Linked DNA regions of Oryctolagus cuniculus: region 1 is linked to region 2. The links are chromatin contacts, called in public Micro-C maps. All regions are on one chromosome and are shown on one strand. Each heading gives the region's core, a stretch centred on a gene start, on an enhancer-like site or on the middle of the called end of the contact. The rest is flanking DNA. Distances are from core to core; before and after follow the strand shown.

Region 1 (4,166 bases), core at 668-3,167, 61 kb after region 2:
AAAAGGAGACCCAGCAGAGAGCGACAGGGTGAGGGTCACAATTCACTACTGGAGAACCCCCTATTCTTTTTAAAGTTTTTAATAGCTTGTGTTTTTTTCATAAATTTTTATTTATTTTCATTTTATCTGAAAGGTAAAGAGGGAGAGAGAGAGAGAGAGAGAGAGAGAGAAAGAGAGAGAGGGAAATATCTTCTACCAGCTGGTTCCTCAAATACCCATGCTAGCCAGGGCTAGGCTGGGGTTGAAGCCAGGAGCCTGGAATTCCATCCAGGTCTCCTATGTGGGTGGCAGGGATCCAAGTATTTGAGCCATCACCTGCTGTCTCCCAGGGTGCACATTAGCAGAAGCTTGACTTGGAAGCAGAGCTGGGACTCAAAGACTCAAACGCATGCACTTTGATATGGGATGTGAGTGTCACAAGAGGTGTCTTAATCACTGCACCAAACTCCTGCGTCATCCTCATTCTTTGTATTTATTTCCAGGCAGACTGAAATATTTGCAATTAAGGTAAGAATGTCCCTGTTGTTTCATCGAGGGAGCATTTTATCTTTAAAAAAATCTGGGAGAGAGAGAGAATCCAAGAGGGCTCCTATCCTCTGGTTCACTCCCCAAATAGTTACAAAATCTAGGGCTAGGCCAGGCAGAAGCCCAGAGCTGGAAACTCAAGCCAAGTCTCCCATATGAGTGGCAGGAACTTAACTACTTGAATATCACCACTGCCTCCTAAGGTCTGCATTAGCAGGAAGCTGGAGTTAGGAGTGGGAGCTGAGAATCAAACCCAGGCATTCTAATGTGAGACTTGGCAAGTTTGAATCACCAAGCTAAAGGTCCAGCCCATCATGGAAGGATTTTACTAGAAAATGAACAAAGCTGGGTGGGCGATGGAAATGTTAGGTAGAAGTTAGAAATTAGCCTATGTGTGTGTGAGAGGGCCTGAGGAAATTGATATCCACAGCAATCCAGCATCTGCACTGCACTTCAAAGTCCTGCCCAGGCCCTGGTAACCTTCCAGGTGATCCCAGCCCTTCCCCCAAGTTCTCTCTCCTCAGCACCAAATGGGTTACCTGGCATGATAAACATCCTTCCTCCTGGGCAGGCACCCCAGGGGAAAGCCCCTTGGCCTGGTGCAGCAAGACTCCCTCTGGCTGATAACAAACTTGGGAAGGAGTTTCCTAATTTACACCCAACAAACCCTCTGTCCTGGAGAAGGGGAGGGCGTAAAGAGACTCCCTTAAAAACTGGGAGTCTAAACAAAGACTGCACTCTCCGCTGGGCCGCCAGCCTGCCTGTCAGGGGTATTCTCTCCATTTAACCATGTAACCTCGGCACTCCACCTCTGCCCCTTCCATTCTGACGGATGTCCTGTCCCAGTAAAACCTTGTTACTTTGCTCTCTGTCTCAGGCCTAAATTCTTGAGTGAAGACAAGAACCCCACGACTTCTCTCTGCTCATTTAGCCCAGTTCACGCTAATTCCAATTACCGAACTGCGCAAAAATGCCTACCAGGAACTCAGCCCCAGAGTATGAAGGAAGCCCAGCTCTAGGGGCACTCAGCCATGATCCTGGACAGGTGGCTTCCCTCCTCCCTGCCCTGGCTTCCTGTCCGCACAGGGAGAATGACACAGTGCCCCAGCTCTCCCCGTTCAAAAGCGTGTCTGAGTGTGAGTTCAGGAATGCTCATAAAGTGCTTTGAGCTCCTGAGAGGAGATAAACACAAAGCATAGACTTTACTTTTGTAAGTCTGTTAATAAGTCTCTAACTCCCTCTCTTCAAAGAAGCTCTCCTCCAGGGCATTATATTTTATCTCAGCCAGTGCCAAAACGAAGAATCAGGTTACCATGGGAACAAAGGAATCAAACATAAGCGTGCCCTGGATTCCCGAAACACAAAGGGAGCTGACTGAAAAGGGCTGGAGGAGTTAGGGTGGGAGGAAGATGACGCTGCATTAGTAAGACTTGGCTAACCAAGGAGGGAGGCTCTTGTCCAAGGAGGCCAAAAATCATGTGTTGTCTTTTAGGGAGTGTCTGGTGCAGGCAAGCTGTGAAGAAGAAAGAGAAATAGAGTGCCTCTGGGCTTGTCTAAAACTTTAACACTCAACAGGTCAATGCACGGTGGCAGAGAATTGGCTGGGCATGCAGCTGTGTGCAAGGTAAAGGGAATATCAGAGTAGGAACTGTCCCAGCCACAGCCATTGTTTTTTAAGCATCTTTCTAGATGCTGGCAATGAACAACGTGACAAAATTCCTGGCCTCCCAGAGCTCCCAACAAGCAGAGACTGGGGGAGGCAGGGGATATGGTGTTGAGAGGAGCTGGATAAGGATGAACAAAGGTCTGGAGGGGATGCAGGTGGAGAGGGGACCTGTTGAGAGGTAGTGGGAGCTGGTGGGTGGGATGCTCTGAGATCAGATGGACAGTCAGAGGGGGCTGTGTTGTGGGGGAAGTAAATACCAAGACCTGGCATTTTTAGTAGGCTTTACTGTCTGGTATGCTATCAGGGACCCAAAGTCCACTCACCACCCTCCTTGTGGGAATGGAATGCTTCATTGCTATCTTGGGTGTTGGTACAAACCCAATGTGTACTGAGGTTGGGGCAGCCCTGAGGCCCACAACCAGGGCTGATCAGCCTCTGGGGAGGATCAGTTTCTTTTTTTTCCTTTTGAAAAAACCCATTTTTACTTATTTATTTTCATTTTATTTGAAAGAGAGACAGAGGAAAATCTTCAAACCACTGGTTCATTCCCCAAATATCCCCAATAGCCAAAGCCAATTTGGGCTGAAGCCAGGAACCAGGAACTCAATCTGGTCTCCCATACAAGTGGCAGGGACCCAAGTACTTGAGCCTGTTGCCTCCCAGGGTGCCCATTAGCAGAAAGCTGGATTGGAAGAAAAGCAAGAACTCCAACCCAGCCATTCTGGTATCGTATGCATGTGTCTTAACTGAGGTGCCAAATGCCCAGCAGAAGGCTCAGTTTCTGAGAAGAGCGGAGGTGACATAATTCGTGCTGTGCTTTAAGGCTAGTGAAGATAAAATAATGATTTGGAGGGAGCACTGGAAACCAACCAGTCGGTCACAGCAGTTGCTAGGTAAGTGGTGATGAAGACCTGTGGCAGAGTTGACAGGAAGGAAGGGACAATGGGGAGATGATAGGACCAGGCCAAGAATTAGGTGTAGAAGTTGAAAAAGTCAGAACCACGTGGGAGCTGAGTGGGACTTCTGGAAAATCAGAGAACACAGATAGGCTCCAGGTTTGGGAGGATCTGAGTTCTGCTTGGGACACACTGATGTGGAAGATGCTTGTGGAGCCTTCTCTGGTGCTGCCTCCTGGGGAGCTGGCAATGTGAGGCTGCCGCTTGGAGAAAAGGCAGCCCTCAGTGTGCTGACTTGGGCATCACCCATGCCGATGTGGTGACGGAAGCCCCTTGCAAGGATGAGTTTGCAAAAGGCTTGTGGGACAACTGGGGAAAATGAAATGAAATGGTGATTGATTAGGTTTAAGATATACAACCTTTCCACTGGCAAAGCTTTTGGAGGTGGCTTAAAGATTGATTAGAAGCACTCAATCAATATTTGCCAAACAGAACCAGACATTCCGCCTCAGCAGAATTGTCACATGTCTCTCCAGGTGGGGTTGGAATCCCTCTAGGGCAAGGACTTCATTGCCTGGCCATGTGTCCAGTTGTGTCAGATACCTTCTGTCACAATGCTTTTATTTTTCAGTAGATACACTCCTCCCTGGAGCTGGTGTTGCAGTGAATCGAGTTAAGCCACTGTCTGTGGTACCAGCGTCCCGTATGAGAACCAATTCAAGTCCTGGCTACTCCACTTTGAATCCAGTCCTCTGCTAATGCACCTGGGAAGATGGCCCAAGTACCTGGGTCCCTACCACCCACACAGGAACCTGGATGTAGTTCCTGGCTCCTGGCTTTGGCCTGGCCTGGTCCTGGTTGTTGCGGTCATTTGGGGAGTGAACCAGAGGATGGAAGATCAACTCTTTCTCTGTCTCTCTCTCTGTAATGCTGCCTTTCAAATGTTCAAATAAATAAATGAATCTTTAAAAAGTAAGAAAGAAACATTCTTCCCTATACCTTCAATCCATGGATACCAGTTCTTATCTTGAAAAACACAGTATCTTGTGTAAGTATCTTGGGACATTTACGTTTTGCCT
Region 2 (4,253 bases), core at 1,506-4,005:
ACTGGCTCACAATATCCCAGTAAGGACGTGGTAAGTGGCAATCCAAGACAGCTCTGTGGGGCACAGCACAGGGCTCTCTGGTGAAGGGAAAAGGAAATCCCCACAGAGAGTGAATGACATTTTTTAAAAGATTTATTTATTTGAAAGGCAGAGTTACAGAGAGGTCTTCCATCTGCTGGTTCACTCCCCAGATGGCTGCAACACGCGGAGCTGCACCGATCCAAAGCCAGGAGTTTCTTCCTGGTCTCCCACATGGGTGCAGTGGCCCAAAGAGTTGGACCATCTTCTACTGCTTTCCCAGGCCATAGCAGAGAGCTGGATTGGAAGTGGAGCAGCCGGGACTCGAACTGGTGCCCATATGGGATGCTGGGACTGTAGGCACCAGCTTTACCCGCTACGCCACAGCGCCGGCCCGTGAATGACATTTGTAAATGGGTAACTAAGTTGGGGAGTTACTCCCTAAGAGCCTGGACTTCATCCAAGTAAGGAAAAAACCTGGGAGTGGCCGAGACGAGCTGAGGGTGGAGGTGCGTTAACAAACTGCAGGCGTTAACGTGCCACAAAGGTTTGGTTGATGAACTTTGCCCTAACACTAGTTTTGTATTGAAAAGGGAGTGACAAGCAATGACATGGATCCTTCTCAACTGTTCTAGTCTTTTACAAGAGGCCATGACCCCGTGAGGTTTGTTAGGAGGAGAAAACATCTGGCTTATTTTATATCTGTCAGAGTGCAGGGAACACACCATTCCCTACAAATGCACATCTCCTTCTCTTTCCTTCTCTGGCCTTCATCCTAAAACCAAGCCAAGAGGGTGGTGGTGGTGGTGGTGGTGGTTGTGTATGAGCAAAAGATGAAACTGCAAAAGGTTCTGGATCTTTCTTTTTTAAAAAAGTTTTTATCTATTTGAAAGGCAGGACAATAGAAAGAAAAAGAGAAATAGAGAGGGAGTGACAGAGCGAGATGTATTATCTGCTTGCTGGTTCACCCCCCTGAATGGCCCCAACAGCCAGTTTTGGGCCAGGTCAAAGCCAGGAACCAGGAACCCCATTTGGGTCTCTCAGATGGGTGTCAGGGACCCAAGTACCCAGGCCACCTTTCGCTGCCTTCCCAGGTATGTGAGCAGGAAGCTGGATCGGAAACAGCAAGGTCAGACTAAACCTGTGCTCCGATACGGGATGCCGGCACCATGGGAGCGGCTTAACCCACTGTCCACAACACCGGCCACAGGGTCTTCTTAACAGGCAGGAAAGTCTGCCTGACCTTTGTATCCACATGGCTGCCCCTCTACAAAACTGGAGAGCAGGGTGGGCCTTTGGTCCAGTGGTTAGATGCTGCTTGGGATGCCTGTGTGCATATCAGAGTGCTTGGTTTGAGTCCTGGCTCTGCCCCCACTTCCAGTTCCTTGATAAGGAGCATTCTGGAAGGGAGCAGGTGATGGCTCAAATCGTTGGGTCCCTGAAACCTACCCGGGAGACCTGGATTGATTTCCCAGCTCCTGCCTTTACAGCCCAGCCATGGCTGTTGTGGGCATTTGGGGGAGTTAACTAGTGGATGGGAGATCTTTGTCTACCTCTCTAATAAATAAAAAAAAATTTTTTTTTAAATCCCCAAACTTAATAGGATCTGGGAATGGCAGCCATCCCTGGGAACGTATTTTCTTTCTAAGAAAAAAAGTGGTCAGTGAGACTGAGCAAGTGGGCTGTGGCCTCAGTGAATTCTCCAGAAGCACTTGTCACCGCCCTTGGCTGTCAGCTCATCTCCAGGTCTCACGTCTTCTGCACATGTCTAAACTCCTCTGTTATTGAGACGATGTTTCAGGGGCTCTTCGCCTTGGAGAAGAGGAGTCCAAAGCTCTTCCTGGCGCCCCCATCTCCAGCTGGGCTGCATTAGATCGTGCTGAAAGCGTAGCCCCGCCTGGTGCCTGGGGGACGCCAGGTGATTGATAGCAGGGAAACAAAGTGCTGTCTCCTTGGAACTAAGTGGGGATAATGAAATAAAGCTTGACGATCTTTGTCATTTTTCATTGTCAGAAGAGAAAGAACCTGTGCCTCTGATTCACCGGGCAGTGCTGCCATACCCTCTGCTTCCACTGGATGGCGGTAAAACCCCAGGTTTGAGCCCTCAGGGACTCAGCCCTGTCAGCCACAGACCTGCAAAGTTGCTTTTCTGTGAAGCCAGCTGCAGCTAAAGGCCAAGGGGTGGGGGTGGGGGGCGTTTAAAAGGCTTTCCTTGCGTGTTTGTGCTCAGTCCTTTGGCAGAATTTCTTTGCCCTTTGTCTTCTTTTCGTGAAACTCTGCGAGGCGTATCCGGCCTATTTGCATGCAGTCTGGCGTCTTTACAGATAATCATCTCATAGGCTGCTGTTATTAATGTGAAGTCATATTTACAGGGTGAGAACCTTGGCTTCATGTTTGAAAAAGTGTGCCAAAACGGAGAGCTCAGGCTGACCCTGGACATGCAAGCGTCAGCCCCATTCCGCTGCACACCCGCCCCCGCCCCGTGCGTCCTGAGTTTCCTTCCTTTATTTCCAGATGTGAACTTTTTGCCAGGAGCTGACCGGTACCCAGCTGGTCTTTCCTTTCCTTGCCCGCCTCCTTCTGTTGCTACCGTTGTTTGCAGGTTTACTCACCACCCAGCCCCATGTGAAACATGGGATTACTTCAGACTGGGAGGCGACAGCAGCAGAAAAAATTTTTTCTCAAGTGTGGAGCGCTGAGACTCCTTGGTTTGTAGACTGCTACCCTTAGAAGTTCTGTGGCCTGGCCTTGTGGTTGTTTTCTGGAATTCCTTCTGTTCAGGCAGACCAAAGCTTTGCCCTTCTTGGCTCTAGGAGTTTCTAAGGGCACAGATGCATCCTTGTGGCAAATGTGTGGGTGCTTGACCCTGAGTGCCGCAACCTTCAGATTTCTAGAACCTTCCTGATCTTTCTGGAACACTCCAGAACCTAAGATTTGAGAGTTTGGGCCCTCCTTTTGGAGAAGAGGAAACTCAGGGCTGGTGGAGTTAAAACCACCAGGACCAGATTTCTGGGTCTCTGCTCTTTCTGCTGTAGATATGTGGTCAGTTCTAGACCCTTTCCCCAAGGGAGTATTGAGTAAAAAAAAATCAGATGAAATGAAATGAAATGACATATATTTTAAGCATTCCTCTTGTTTTCCTTTGCCCATTTGCCTTTTCTTCCCTTGATTTCTCCTCTGGTCGTCTTCTCTCCTCTACGTAAGCCATGGGGAGAGGGAGTGGGTGAGAACTGTGGGGAGCAATCCGGACTGGACTAAGTTACTGGAATTAAGACTTATTCTATGCATCTGCTCTCCCACAATATGGCGCTGGGAGAGAAGAAAACAGCTTCTGCACAGCTGCCTCCAGTTCAATCAATAAACTGTAGGACTTGCTCCTGATTGGAGAGCAGCGTACTCGGCGTGTGGGCAGCCGAGTTAGGATTGGCGGAGGAGGACTATAAAGGAGGAGAGAGACGGCATGCACCAGGAACATCTAAGGGGAACATCTAGCTGAAGGAGCACCTGTGCAGCCCCCGAGACGAGCCGGCCGGCGGTGTGCCGCTCCCCTGCGGAAGTGGGGAATGTGGCCAGGGGGAACTGCCCTTCCACGGAGGTGGAAGGGATAGTAGCCAACCCAGGAAGAACCAGCAGCAAACCCGGGGAGGGCCGAGCAGACGAAAGAACAGCGCAGGGTCCTGTGTTGCTCCTCCACGAAGAGGGGGAGCGACATAATGGTGCCGTGACTCGGATATGAAGCCTAGGCAGGGTTTGGTGTCGTTCCTCCACGAAGAGGGGGAGCGACAAGAACGGATGTTTTCTGGTTAACTATAGGTCCTTTGCTTCTTGGGAATGTAGGTTGTCAAAGCAGGAACCGCGACACGAGGCAAAGAGTTCGTCTTCATTTTCCCCGGCCCATGGGATAATCCTTCAACTTCCTTGGGACCAGTTTCGAGTCAGAACTCCACACTCTCTTCTCTGTGTGGAGGAACCAGGGGGCAGGGGCCACACCCCTGGAGAATCCCTCACTCCCTGTGGTGTGTGGGAGAGCACAGGAGGAGGGAGTCCTTGGAACGTTTTTGGAAGTAACTGTGTTTCTAACCCCCTAACTTGAGCCATGTGTCTCAATCACCAAGTTCAACCACTATCTTCAACAGGAAGGAAAATGAACTTCAGCGGAGTTTGGTTCACCCACATGTACGGAGCTGTGTGGTCCCAGCTGCTTCTCCTTCTTCTTCCCTATAATGACCTATCAA

Evidence for each region. Hi-C and Micro-C count contacts between places; a contact is called where the count stands out from the background.
Region 1: a contact with region 2 is called in a Micro-C map of ear pinna, with 6 times the contacts expected there. The contact joins two enhancer-like sites. A contact is called at or near these places in 5 of 6 Hi-C or Micro-C datasets (ear pinna, embryonic fibroblasts, psoas muscle and 2 more).

What each region holds. Positions count from the first base shown.
Region 1 is chr9:110,602,739-110,606,904 of mOryCun1.1, forward strand. The region is part of intron 3 of HEBP1 (heme binding protein 1); the gene reads right to left. It overlaps LOC127492066 (a long non-coding RNA gene), which reads left to right. Exons shown (of 4, transcript XR_011378999.1): 4 at 483-637. Among named protein-coding and RNA genes, the nearest start is that of HEBP1, 21 kb to the right of the region's middle. Within about 2 kb of position 1,918, at least 6 of the 8 cell types and tissues checked have an H3K27ac peak or open chromatin away from gene starts, as enhancers often do. A contact at or near this core is called in ear pinna, where this site is marked.
Region 2 is chr9:110,540,631-110,544,883 of mOryCun1.1, forward strand. No RefSeq gene overlaps it. Among named protein-coding and RNA genes, the nearest start is that of GPRC5A, 18 kb to the left of the region's middle. Within about 2 kb of position 2,756, at least 4 of the 8 cell types and tissues checked have an H3K27ac peak or open chromatin away from gene starts, as enhancers often do. A contact at or near this core is called in ear pinna, where this site is marked.